Linked DNA regions of Salmo salar: region 1 is linked to region 2. A link is a contact called in public Hi-C data. All regions are on one chromosome and are shown on one strand. Each heading gives the region's core, a stretch centred on a gene start, on an enhancer-like site or on the middle of the called end of the contact. The rest is flanking DNA. Distances are from core to core; before and after follow the strand shown. Region 1 holds the start of LOC106575673 (mid1-interacting protein 1-B). Region 2 holds the start of LOC106575672 (BCL-6 corepressor).

The links. A called contact is a pair of places that touch in the nucleus more often than the background predicts.
Region 1: a Hi-C map of muscle shows a contact between it and region 2, with 12 times the contacts expected there. The contact joins the promoter of LOC106575673 here to the promoter of LOC106575672 in region 2. A contact is called at or near these places in 2 of 3 Hi-C or Micro-C datasets (gill and muscle).

What each region holds. Positions count from the first base shown.
Region 1 is chrssa17:25,869,983-25,876,223 of Ssal_v3.1, forward strand. LOC106575673 (mid1-interacting protein 1-B) reads right to left here and starts at 2,251. Exons shown (of 2, transcript XM_014152305.2): 1 at 1,792-2,251; 2 at 334-1,588. The coding sequence starts at 1,272. The coding sequence ends at 799. It overlaps LOC106575677 (tetraspanin-7), which reads right to left. Exons shown (of 8, transcript XM_014152310.2): 8 at 5,204-6,181.
Region 2 is chrssa17:25,705,233-25,711,494 of Ssal_v3.1, forward strand. LOC106575672 (BCL-6 corepressor) reads left to right here and starts at 1,924. Exons shown (of 13, transcript XM_045699212.1): 1 at 1,924-2,708.

The DNA of each region.
Region 1 (6,241 bases), core at 1,001-3,500, 170 kb after region 2:
ACCCCAGCAAGTTTGCAATTTTAAAGGGGGGTGTTCACTTATCCAAATAGGGTTGTTTTACTTTGAGTTTAGAAGAGAAAGATTCCCTTGGATATTGTGGGTTACGGTGTGTAAATAAAGCTGGAAAAAGTCTAAATGTATGTGTTTTCATTTCGGGCTGTTAGGCAACAAAAGGTGAACATTTTTCAAGGGGGTGGTGACTTTCTATACCCACTGTAGGCATCAGTTCACAGACTAATCACAATCTTACAGTTTAATCAGTCACAAAACTATCATGCCGAAGTTGTGTACCTCTCAATAAACCAGTGACTGTCAAATAAACTGATCACAACATAACAATAAGTAGATGTTTAATCACTGAGCTGTCATTTCTCTAGAAAAATAAAATGCTGCTTAAATAAGAAAGGTTTACAGTTGGTGTTAATCTCTTGGAATCTCTCAAATTAAAAATAATCATTTGATTCCAGTTCATAGATTATCAAGCATATGATTTAGTTAATGGCAATGACTCATTGCTACCATAACATGAAATCACTGTCAGTTGGCATTATGCAACGTGGCCCAATCAACAACAAAATCTTAACGTGGATAGACCATCCATACAACAAGCCATTAATACATAAGACAATCATTCAAACAGTTGATGGAAAATGTTTAACAATGCATATGAAACGTCTAGTAGGTTACATTCCCACTGTGGGAATAAATACAAACGATACCACTAGGACATCCCCCCCCATTCCACTGTTCACCAATGACCGTTTTGATGTTATCGTCTGACACACAACTTTATAGTAGTCACAGTCCACAGCCCCTTATTCCAATCTCCTGATTGTACCTGTTCGTGAGGGTGTTTGCTTTCCGGGTAAGCTTGGACAGAACAGTGTGCAGTCCGGTCAAATGATAATGAAATTGTTTCTCCAAGTCATCATCATCGGATTCTATTCTGGATATGTCCAACGCGGTCACCCCCATTTTTTCTTTCCGCCTGTCGTCTGCTTGTAGGACCCCCCATTCGATGTCATTCCTGATCGATTTTAACAGCACATAGTAATTGTACATGTCCCCGTCCTGGAAATAGGTGGCTGACCCATTGCTGGCGGTCCTAATCGGTGATATCGTTTTCACCTCTTCTTCCTCGTCTAGAGGCACGTCTCTTAGCAGACTAGGAAGCATCACCGTCTGATCCATGTTATTTACGGCACCAATAAAGCGGTTCATTGCATTGAACAATGAATTCTTTTGATTGTACGAATCCGAAATTTGCATCATTTTTGCGAGAGACCTGACCGTGTGCAGACAATCTAGTTACCTCGCGTCACCGATAATACCGTTGTACGCTTCTGTCAGTCTGAAATCAACCTTAGCAAGCTAACTAGCTAATGCTTTTTATCGGATTACAACGACAAATTTAGCTGCTGCAAAAGCTTACTCGGTCCGAGGAAACGTCTTGTCTGCCTTGTGAGAACTGTACTAACGTTAACGTTACACACTAATTGACTAACAAGTGGCTTTTTTCTAAGGGCGTTCCCGGATCTGTTTCAGTCGGATGTTTTCCCCCTCAGGCCAAAGTAACCGGACGAACGACCTGAAATAAGAGACACCATACCGTTAGTTTTTTCAAGTAACGTTATTTCAGTACCATTAGTTGCACAGTAGGCTTAGCAAAAATGAAGAAATCCTTACACTAGCCAATAGTTGAGAACGGAAGCATCTAACTGAATGAACAGCTAACATTAGCTAGCTAGCCATATTTGGAGAATAAATTGAGCTCAAGCAGTACAAACTCACCGTGATGTTATTGTCCCTGGTATTTTCCCGAATAACCACTTCCTTGTTAAACTTCTGTGGAAGGTATAAAGTCTTAATTTGACAGCTTGTTGTGAGCGATAGCAGTTTGCTAGTTGAATAAATCCTCAGCACCAGCAGGAGGACGGTGATGTGCAGGAGTGGCGTACTTGCATCAGCCCACAAACCGTAACTCAGTTTTCAGCCAATCAGATTTTAGCCGGTTTCTCACCAACCCGGCTGATTTTCTGCCAAGTCAGCTCCCGGTTAGAACATGTTTACTTCCTTCAAAAAACAAAAACACTTATCTTTACCTTCCTTCCATACTTCCTCTTTTGGAGAGATTATGAAGTAAATAACATAATGTCACTTCAATACTGATGACTCAAATGTGTACTGTGAAAAACTTGCGTTCACAGTTTTAGTAAAACCAGGGCTCGTGTACATTTGAATATGAGCGTCTCAAATGACATCCTTTCAAAGAAATACGGAGGCGAGGAAGGAATCATAATTATGCAATTTGAGTGGTGAAATAGAGCAGGCTCGTCTGAGGAAACTAGCGACGTGTTGAAGCAGGAGTTTAATTCAGGCTGGGGTTGCGTCATTCCTGCCCACAAAAACATTTTAAGTAGTAGATGTACTAGTGACAATTTTAACAATGTATACACTATCAACAAAGTACTTCGTTGTTTTATGCTGTATCAACAAAGTATCGTTTCTGATGCTGTAACTGATTAATGATCACGAATACGGATGTCTATTGTGAATACATTACATTGTAACAAACGGTAAGGATTTCATTGGATGTTGTTCTTGTTCGTAATTTTTTTTTTACAGTCAAGCCCATGAAAATCCTATTAAATTACTCGAATTAAATTATTCTAATTGCTAATTCTGTGGTCAAGCCTGCCTCGCGAACACCCTTTCTAGACGGGATCGCGAATACGTTTTTCATAGATGTGATAGTGACACCGTGGGGTAAAAAATATTATTGCTACCTGTAAATTATATTGGATCTATCAGGTGCAGAATTAATTATTGATGATTAACTACCCACCTTATTATCAAAAAAAATTCAAAATACTCGGTTATAGAAACAAAAGAGAGAGTAAATATCTCACAACAGAAGCTCACAACTGAAACGATGTAATGACCATTTTATTAATAGATTCAAGATCACAATATCAACATACATTTGTTGGCATGCTAGCTGATGATGCATTTTAAAACGTTTTCTTTTTTTTATACAAAGTCTTATTTCATCTGTCCAATTTTGGATTGAGAGATTAATTGATCTTGTACATTGGTTTTATACTGATCCTTCGAAAACAAAGAGCAACTTCAGAATGCGTCAAAACGCCAAAACAAAACAACAAAAACCTAAAAGAATCCTAGTAATTACAGAAATAGAATCTTGGAACCAACTTGCTGTACTCACATGACAGTTGAATTAAACCAGTAACAGTGTCAGTGACCTCGGTGGTCTGCCCCACTCCATTCTACCCCCAGGCCCCCACTAAAGCTTAGTACTCCTACAGTCATTACCATCTAAGAGGTTGCTGTCATATTACTGATTCTCCATTTAAGCAATACACAAAAGTGGCAAATCTTCAAAAAGTGGTATTTCATTTGATTGTTCCAAGCCAGAGCAATGACAGACCGAATCGAGCTCGAACACCTCAAGTCCTACCACTGAGAATGACTCAGTGGTAGGACTTTTGTGCAGCGATCCCACTCTATTTTACTATCCTTGTCCATTCTCCAGCACATCCAGTTCTCTCTCTCTCTCTCTCTCGTCAGGGGGAAGGGAATTGGAACCGAATGTACTGGGGTGTGGCGGTGGAGAGAGAGAGACAGAGAGAACTGGATGTGCTGGAGAACGGACAAGGATAGTAAAATAGAGTGGGATCTCGATCTCGATCCGGAGACCTTCTCCCCTTCCTCACCTCGCTCATCAACTCATCCTTGACCGCTGGCTACGTCCCTTCCGTCTTCAAGAGAGCGAGAGTTGCACCCCTTCTGAAAAAACCTACACTCGATCCCTCCGATGTCAACAACTACAGACCAGTATCCCTTCTTTCTTTTCTCTCCAAAACTCTTGAACGTGCCGTCCTTGGCCAGCTCTCCTGCTATCTCTCTCAGAATGACCTTCTTGATCCTAATCAGTCAGGTTTCAAGACTGGGCATTCAACTGAGACTGCTCTTCTCTGTCACGGAGGCTCTCCGCACTGCTAAAGCTAACTCTCTCTCCTCTGCTCTCATCCTTCTAGACCTATCTGCTGCCTTTGATACTGTGAACCATCAGATCCTCCTCTCCACCCTCTCCGAGTTGGGCATCTCCGGCGCGGCCCACGCTTGGATTGCGTCCTACCTGACAGGTCGCTCCTACCAGGTGGCGTGGCGAGAATCTGTCTCCGCACCACGTGCTCTCACCACTGGTGTCCCCCAGGGCTCTGTTCTAGGCCCTCTCCTATTCTCGCTATACACCAAGTCACTTGGCTCTGTCATATCCTCACATGGTCTCTCCTATCATTGCTATGCAGACGACACACAATTAATCTTCTCTTTTCCCCCTTCTGATAACCAGGCGGCGAATCGCATCTCTGCATGTCTGTCAGACATATCAGTGTGGATGACGGATCACCAGCTCAAGCTGAACCTCGGCAAGACGGAGCTGCTCTTCCTCCCGGGGAAGGACTGCCCGTTCCATGATCTCGCCATCACGGTTGACAACTCCCTTGTGTCCTCCTCCCAGAGTGCTAAGAACCTTGGCGTGATCCTGGACAACACCCTGTCGTTCTCCACTAACATCAAGGCGGTGACCCGATCCTGTAGGTTCATGCTCTACAACATTCGCAGAGTACGACCCTGCCTCACACAGGAAGCGGCGCAGGTCCTAATCCAGGCACTTGTCATCTCCCGTCTGGATTACTGCAACTCGCTGTTGGCTGGGCTCCCTGCCTGTGCCATTAAACCCCTACAACTCATCCAGAACGCCGCAGGCCGTCTGGTGTTCAACCTTCCCAAGTTCTCTCACGTCACCCCGCTCCTCCGCTCTCTCCACTGGCTTCCAGTTGAAGCTCGCATCCGCTACAAGACCATGGTGATTGCCTACGGAGCTGTGAAGGGAACGGCACCTCCATACCTTCAGGCTCTGATCAGGCCCTACACCCAAACAACGGCACTGCGTTCATCCACCACTGGCCTGCTGGCCCCCCTACCTCTGAGGAAGCACAGTTCCCGCTCAGCCCAGTCAAAACTGTTCACTGCTCTGGCACCCCAATGGTGGAACAAGCTCCCTCACGACGCCAGGACAGCGGAGTCAATCACCACCTTCCGGAGACACCTGAAACCCCACCTCTTTAAGGAATACCTAGGATAGGATAAAGTAATCCTTCTAACCCCCCCCTTAAAAGATTTAGATGCACTATTGTAAAGTGGTTGTTCCACTGGATATCATAAGGTGAATGCACCATTTTGTAAGTCGCTCTGGATAAGAGCGTCTGCTAAATGACTTAAATGTAAATGTAATGTAATCTCAAGCAGAAGGTGAATGTGTAAAAACATTTGAACACCAAAACTGGGGTTTAAACCAGAAAAATGGCTGTGTCTCAGACTACTGTTATAGAAACACGCATGACTAGTTAAGACTTTTAAAATGAAATTAAATATTACAACAACAAAACAACATTATGACTAACTAACTGACAGACAGAAGGCACAGGGGAGGGAGTGGCAGAGATCACCAAGTACAGGACTCAACTGAATACAGAGGATCTAAACGCATCATAAATACACATCCACAGAGAGCAACTTGTACAAGGTCATTTAGAGTGATAGTCATTAGAAGCAGGATGTAGGTTTACTGTTGTCCATGTAGAAGCAAAAAGCAGATGCTGTGTGCGTGAGTGTGTGTGTGTGTCAGTTAGAGAAACTCAGTCCCTTCTGAGTGGGCTCAAGTTTCTTTCAAAGACCTCATATTGGAAATTCTGATGGCATCTCTCAAATTATTTCCAGGAAATTTACACTGGGGGAGATAGCTCTTCTTTCGACGGCTATGTTGCATCAAGGCAATTTCTTAGGAATATTGTCAACTTGTGTAAGTGAAGATTGATACTGTTTGAATTAGGCATGGCATGCCTGGATCGGAGCATATGGCTGAGGCAGGTGCTAATCGACAACCATTCATTTTAGAAGAATTAAGGTCTTGAAAGGTAACATTTTTAATGATGGCATATTAAGGAATGTGTTCAAAGAGATGAAAGAGAGAAAAAGAGAGCGATAAAGTAAGAAAGATAAGGAGTGGAAAAGTAAGAATGGAGTGTGCCAGCGTTTGGGTGTGTTCCTCCCCAGTTTCCAAGGTGACGTGTACTCTCTCCTCCTCCTGGTCTCCCTGGAAGGAAACAAGAACAAAGGTGCCGACAATCACAGAGAGGCTCAACATGATTGTGGT
Region 2 (6,262 bases), core at 674-3,173:
AATGAAGCGGCATAACCCCACGGGTTAGTTCCCATGGGACTGTAGGGGGAGAGTTGTCTGTCATTAATAACGGCAATCCAATTACGCGGACCCGGTTTGAGCTATTATGATGCTTCCTTTTGCACAGTTCTAAACGAAATAGGTCGTTTTTCTCATGATACAGCGCCAAGTATTGTATATCTCTCTAGTCTGTTTCCATTATATTCTATTTTATTCTATTCCTTAGATTTAGGATTGATTTGGGGTCAGGTGATCCTAGATCTGTGGTTATAGGCCTGGCCAATAGATTATGCGATATGCCTAAATATATGTTTTGCTGTCAGTGTTGGGTATGGCATATTGTCCAGACTATGTCCCAATGATTCCAGGGATAGATAATATTATAACATTTTCTATCCCAATTATACTGTATACTGTATACTTCTACTTTGAAGAAAGAAACAAACAGAAGACTTCACACTCGAATTGACCCTACACTCTTAGAAATAAAAGGTTCTGGATTGAACCAAAAAGGGTTATATTTCTTGTTTCATATATGGCACCCCTAAAGGTTCTATATAAAACCCTTTTGTAGGGTTCTTCTTCCTGAACCAAAATTGGGTAATATAGAACCATTGGGTTTCATATACTGTTCTATATGGAACCAATTTCGGGTTCTATATAGAACCATAACCATAGAACCATGCTCCCATCGGACTAAACAACTTCCAACGTGAGTAAAACATTTAAACGTGCGCCTCTTCAACCTCAGGAGGCTGAAGAAATTCGGCTTGTCACCAAAATCACTCACAAACTTTTACAGGTGCACAATCGAGAGCATCCTGTCGGGCTGTATCACTGCCTGGTACGGCAACTGCTCTGCCCATAACCGTAAGGCTCTCCAAAGGGTAGTGAGGTCTGCACAACGCATCAACGGAAACTACCTGCTCTCCAGGACACCTACACCACCCGATGTCACAGGAAGGCCAAAAAGATAATCAAGGACAACAACCACCCTAGCCACTGCCTGTTCACCCCGCTATCATCCAGAAGGCGAGGTCAGTACAGGTGCATCAAAGCGGGGACCGAGAGACTGAAAAACAACTTCTATCTCAAGGCCATCAGACTGTTAAACAGCCATCACTAACATTGAGTGGCTGCTGCCAACATACTGACTCAACTCTAGCCAGTTTAATAATGGAAAAATTTATGTAATAAATGTATCACTAGCCACTTTAAACAATGCCACTTTATATAATGTTTACATACCCTACATTACTCATCTCATATGTATATACTGTACTCTATACCATCTACTGCATCTTGCCTATGCCGTTCGGCCATCACTCATTCATATATTTTTATGTACATATTCTTATTCATTCCTTTACACTTGTGTGTATAAGGTAGTTGTTGTGAAATTGTTAGGTTAGATTACTTGTTAGATATTGCTGCGTGGTCAGAAGTAGAAGCACAAGCATTTCGCTACACTCGCATTAACATCTGCTAACCATGTGTGACAAATAACATGTGATTTGATTTGATATGCGGTACCATATATGAAGCAAGCATAGAACACTTTTTGGTTCTACCCAGAACCTTTTTTTCTAAGAGTGTAGGGTAAATTCTAGTATGAAGTCTTCTGTTTGTTGCGTTCTACAAGGTAGAAGTATAGAAATGATACAGTATAATTGGGATAGAAAATGTTATAATATTATATATCCCTGGAATGAGACATAGACTTGACAATATGCCATACCCAACACTGAGAGGAAAAAATAAATGTAGGCATATAGCATAATCTATTGCCCAGGAAGAAAAAAAACGAATATGCACAGTAACCTATTTACCTTCAGTATCTCCCTCGCTCGCTGGCGGTGTCTTTCGCTCGCTCTCTCTCCCCCCCTTTGTTTTCGCTGTGGAGAGCACTGGTGGAGCGAAGCGTGCTGGAGGTTTATGGTAATTGCGGTTCCCGGATTGGCCTTCTGGGTAGAGTCTGCGACTGGAACCAAGGCGCGGGCACTCATTCTCCGCTGTACTTCTGGAGGCGGTAGTTGTGAGTCCTCTGAATGGTGCCATACGGAAGAAAACGGAACAGTAAACATAGGACGAAATAAAAACGAATGGGAACATTGACAGAAACACCCTAGCCTCTCACTGAAGAAAATGGGCACTGTTAGCATTCTTTATTTGTTGAAAACGGAAATTCTCGCCATATTTTTGAGGTGGCGTGTGTGCTGTATGGCGAGCTCAACATGGCGCTGCAATGCATAACCAGACTGAATTAGTTTATTGTTTATTGAGACCTACGACCGTTGTTGCCACCTGTGCTCCTTGAAACATTCACAACAACGATTCACTTAGTGTCTTTTTACTAATGGATATATTTACTGGGGGGCAGAAACGTAGCCTATCACTGGGACTCCGTGGATGTGGTCGTTGATTGTCGCCTACTCGTCTTTCCCGGATTTTTACCAACTGGAAATGTATAAAGACTAAGGATGTTTTCGTAGTCTAATCTTACCTGCATGTCATTTAACAAGCACAACATTGTCACCCCTGTTTGCTGTAAAGTTAAATTACAAAAGTGATATTTCCCCCGACGCACGAACTCTCGTCGGGTCGTTTTGACTGACTCGTGGAGCCTAGAGAACACGGCCAAAAAGTTCCAACTGGACATTTTGTGTTTTGGCCAAGGACAATCGAAATTATTCTGGAATTTCTATCAGGTAGGCTAAGATAATTTTTGTGGACGTTTGTGCCTTTGTTTTCCTTTCCATGTTTCGTTTTGTTTGCTTTTCTGTCTTGCTCCAGTCTGAAGACTCGATCTTGTTCGGCGTCGCTCTGACGATATGGAGACTTGGCCATCTGATAAGGGCTTCTACAAAGAACTGCGTATTTAAGTGGAATATTTAGTTGCTTGCCAATGTTTTGGTGTACTGGGAGGTATGTGTTAACCTAGTAGAATTCATGTTTCACATAGGCTTTGTATAAACCTAGTCTAGCCTACACCCGTTTCATAGAAAAATTGTAGCCTATTGATGGTGTGATATTGGATGATTTGGTAACGGAAATGTATTCATTAGTGTTCATTAAGCCTACGTGTTTTATCGTTCATCCAAACTCTTAGTAAGTCATAATGAGAGATCCAACGTTGTCACGGGACTTTCCAGCTAACCTTTTTTTCAGCCAGTCAGCTAAATTTAAAGGAAAATGTCAAATAAAAAAATAGCGTGTAGCGCGTGTGCGATTTCGATTGATGCTAATCTAATTCTCATGTTTCAAATGAATGGCCTGGCATAAACAAATTAGTTGAGTCTCCGTGGGAATCGGCCTATAGGCGTTTTTCTATATATAAAAATAACGATTCAGTCTTAATTTAGTGCCTCGCCCATTTGTGACACCATCCCATATACCTTGTGGAACGACTTTGCAGATAAACGCTTGTGGAGGTCATCTGTGTAATTTCACTGCGCATTTCAGCGAGTGGATGATGGTGTGGTGGGCTGTATGGTTTTCCATTTATCAAAGACTTCATGGATAGAATGCGGCAATCATGCTTAAAATGAATTGTTATAACGGGCACGGGGATCGAGCGCATTGAGACGGATGTAGGTGTCCTGCAGGATAATGTAAGCCTACGTAAACGTGTCTAAGGCTTCTGTCCCACATTGGATGATGCAAGGTCTGTTTTCTTGTACACCATATACTCTTGTCATGTTGGCAACTTGACGTGTTCTGTCGCCTTAACTTAAACGAGTCCGAACTAAAGTCCTCCCCTCGCCCCGGGGACGGGAAATGACTCTGGTCACAGGCTGCGCTACGGAATTCGACTCGTTGCATATACAGTACTAGACACAAGCAAGCGCAGACGCAACAACGGAGTGCAGTGTTTTTGGACTCGTAAAAACGCCTCAATTTCTGTTTTTAAACTTTTACTCCAAGAACAGAGCGAACACAGTGGAGAAGCAACTTACTGCGCTTTAGGCTCATAGGAATATAATACAGGCCTAGGCTGTTTATTTCACAAATGTTATCTGGCATTTGTTGTCAGTTTCCTACTTTGCTACCATAAATGAATTCCGAATACTTGGTAGCCTAACTGAAAGCTGAATGTGGCTCAAAGACCTAGGGGTTAGCTTAGCTACTGTCACAGAGCTTATTCCAAAAATATTGTCCTTTATAGACCTACTGTTACAGAGCTTATTCAAAACAGATTGTCCTTTATAGACCTACTGTCACAGAGCTTATTCAAAACAGTTTGTCCTTTATAGACCTACTGTTACAGAGCTTATTCAAAACAGATTGTCCTTTATAGACCTACTGTCACAGAGCTTATTCAAAACAGATTGTCCTTTATAAACCTACTGTCACAGAGCTTATTCAAAACAGATTGTCCTTTATAGACCTACTGTCACAGAGCTTATTCAAAACAGATTGTCCTTTATAGACCTACTGTCACAGAGCTTATTCAAAACAGATTGTCCTTTATAGGTCTACTGTCACAGAGCTTATTCAAAACAGATTGTCCTTTATAGACCTACTGTCACAGAGCTTATTCAAAACAGATTGTCCTTTATAGACCTACTGTCACAGAGCTTATTCAAAACAGATTGTCCTTTATAGACCTACTGTCACAGAGCTTATTCAAAACAGATTGTCCTTTATAGACCTACTGTCACAGAGCTTATTCAAAACAGATTGTCCTTTATAGACCTACTGTCACAGAGCTTATTCAAAACAGATTGTCCTTTATAGACCTACTGTCACAGAGCTTATTCAAAACAGATTGTCCTTTATAGGCCTACTGAAGAACCAACTTCAGACTGACTGATTGCATTTCAAGACTAGGAATGTTTTTTGTTTATATTTTAATTTAACCAACTTGGTATGGGGGCTGTGAGAGCGCAATTTACCCGCATTGTTTGCATTTGGCATAAATGAAGGCTATCATGCTGTTGACAACTATCTAGGCATATTTCATATGACAGTCAAATCTAATGAATGCTGTCACACACGAACAATTAGGTCTACAACTTGGATAAATCTTGAAAGACATGCATTACCACAGTTACGCAAGTACCTGTAGACTCGTGTTTATGTTCAAATAACATATTTCAGGGCACAAGAACGGCTTGCCTAACCAATTGGTATTGGCAAAATCATACTTTTTTAAAATTATTTATCTGAGAAGAGACCTCCCTACTCTCATTCTGCATTTATTTGGTGAAGGCCTACGCCCCCCATTCTGGCAACCCGGGCTGTTTATTTTTAGCGCAGCCATCTCGGTCTGCTGGAGCCTTTGTGCACTCAACGCAGACAGACAGACGAGTCGTGTCCAGAGAGACGGTGGTTTTGAGGATATTTTTTCCTTCATCCACCACCTTGAAATGTGATATGGAAATAGTAAGTCGTTGGCCAACCGCCGAGAGAACATTCGGCGTCAGATAAACATTTATTTAGGCATTTTCTTTTGAACAATGGGAAGAGTAATAAGGCATCAAAGATAAGCGTGATTGACTCACGGTTGTCAAGCTTTTTCTGCTACCACAATATTAGCTGGTTGTTGTCATGTAGGCCTAAATGAGGCCCTTCTCTGACTGTAGGCCTATAGGCTACTTATAACTTATGCCGAATTTATTAATAGGATATAGGTCCGCTATTTTCCGAGTTTGACACAATCAGTGGAAACGCTTGTGAAGGAAAATAAACCCACGGCACTGCAGTGAGCTGTAGAGAGAGAATTGCTTAGTCGACTCCCGCAGGAGATGTCACAGTTTGATTGAAGCTTTTCCTCTACAAGGCGAGTCTCCCCAGGGACGGCGGTCCCGAAACAGGAGAGCTCTTCTCTCCGCTTCAGAGCGCTTTTGTGCCGCAGCAGGAGCTCTGTGTGCACGGTTCTCTGCGCTCTCTCGTAAAAGGACGCCTCCTGACGCCCACACATTGTTTTCTTTACGCGTCGTTCTCACCAGCAGCCAGAATGCACCTAAGTAGAAAGGATAACAGCCCCGAGGTACCTTACACTAGGGGCACGTATTTTATTTAAATGGAACCCGGGGCCCGTCGAATTGGAGCAGCCAAGTTTTAGGTCAAGTGAGGGACACTTCCATGGTGTTTGGCTGGCTGGCTGTTTCTGCTTGCCACCCATTGATTTTAGAATTTGTCACGCCGTGCTTAGAATGACACGTCTATGATTCTGTAATATAAACTGTGCAATTAGACGGCATGTCGTACAGGTCGCATGATCTCTGTTGGGTGCTCGTCTTATCCTAGGCCTATAGCC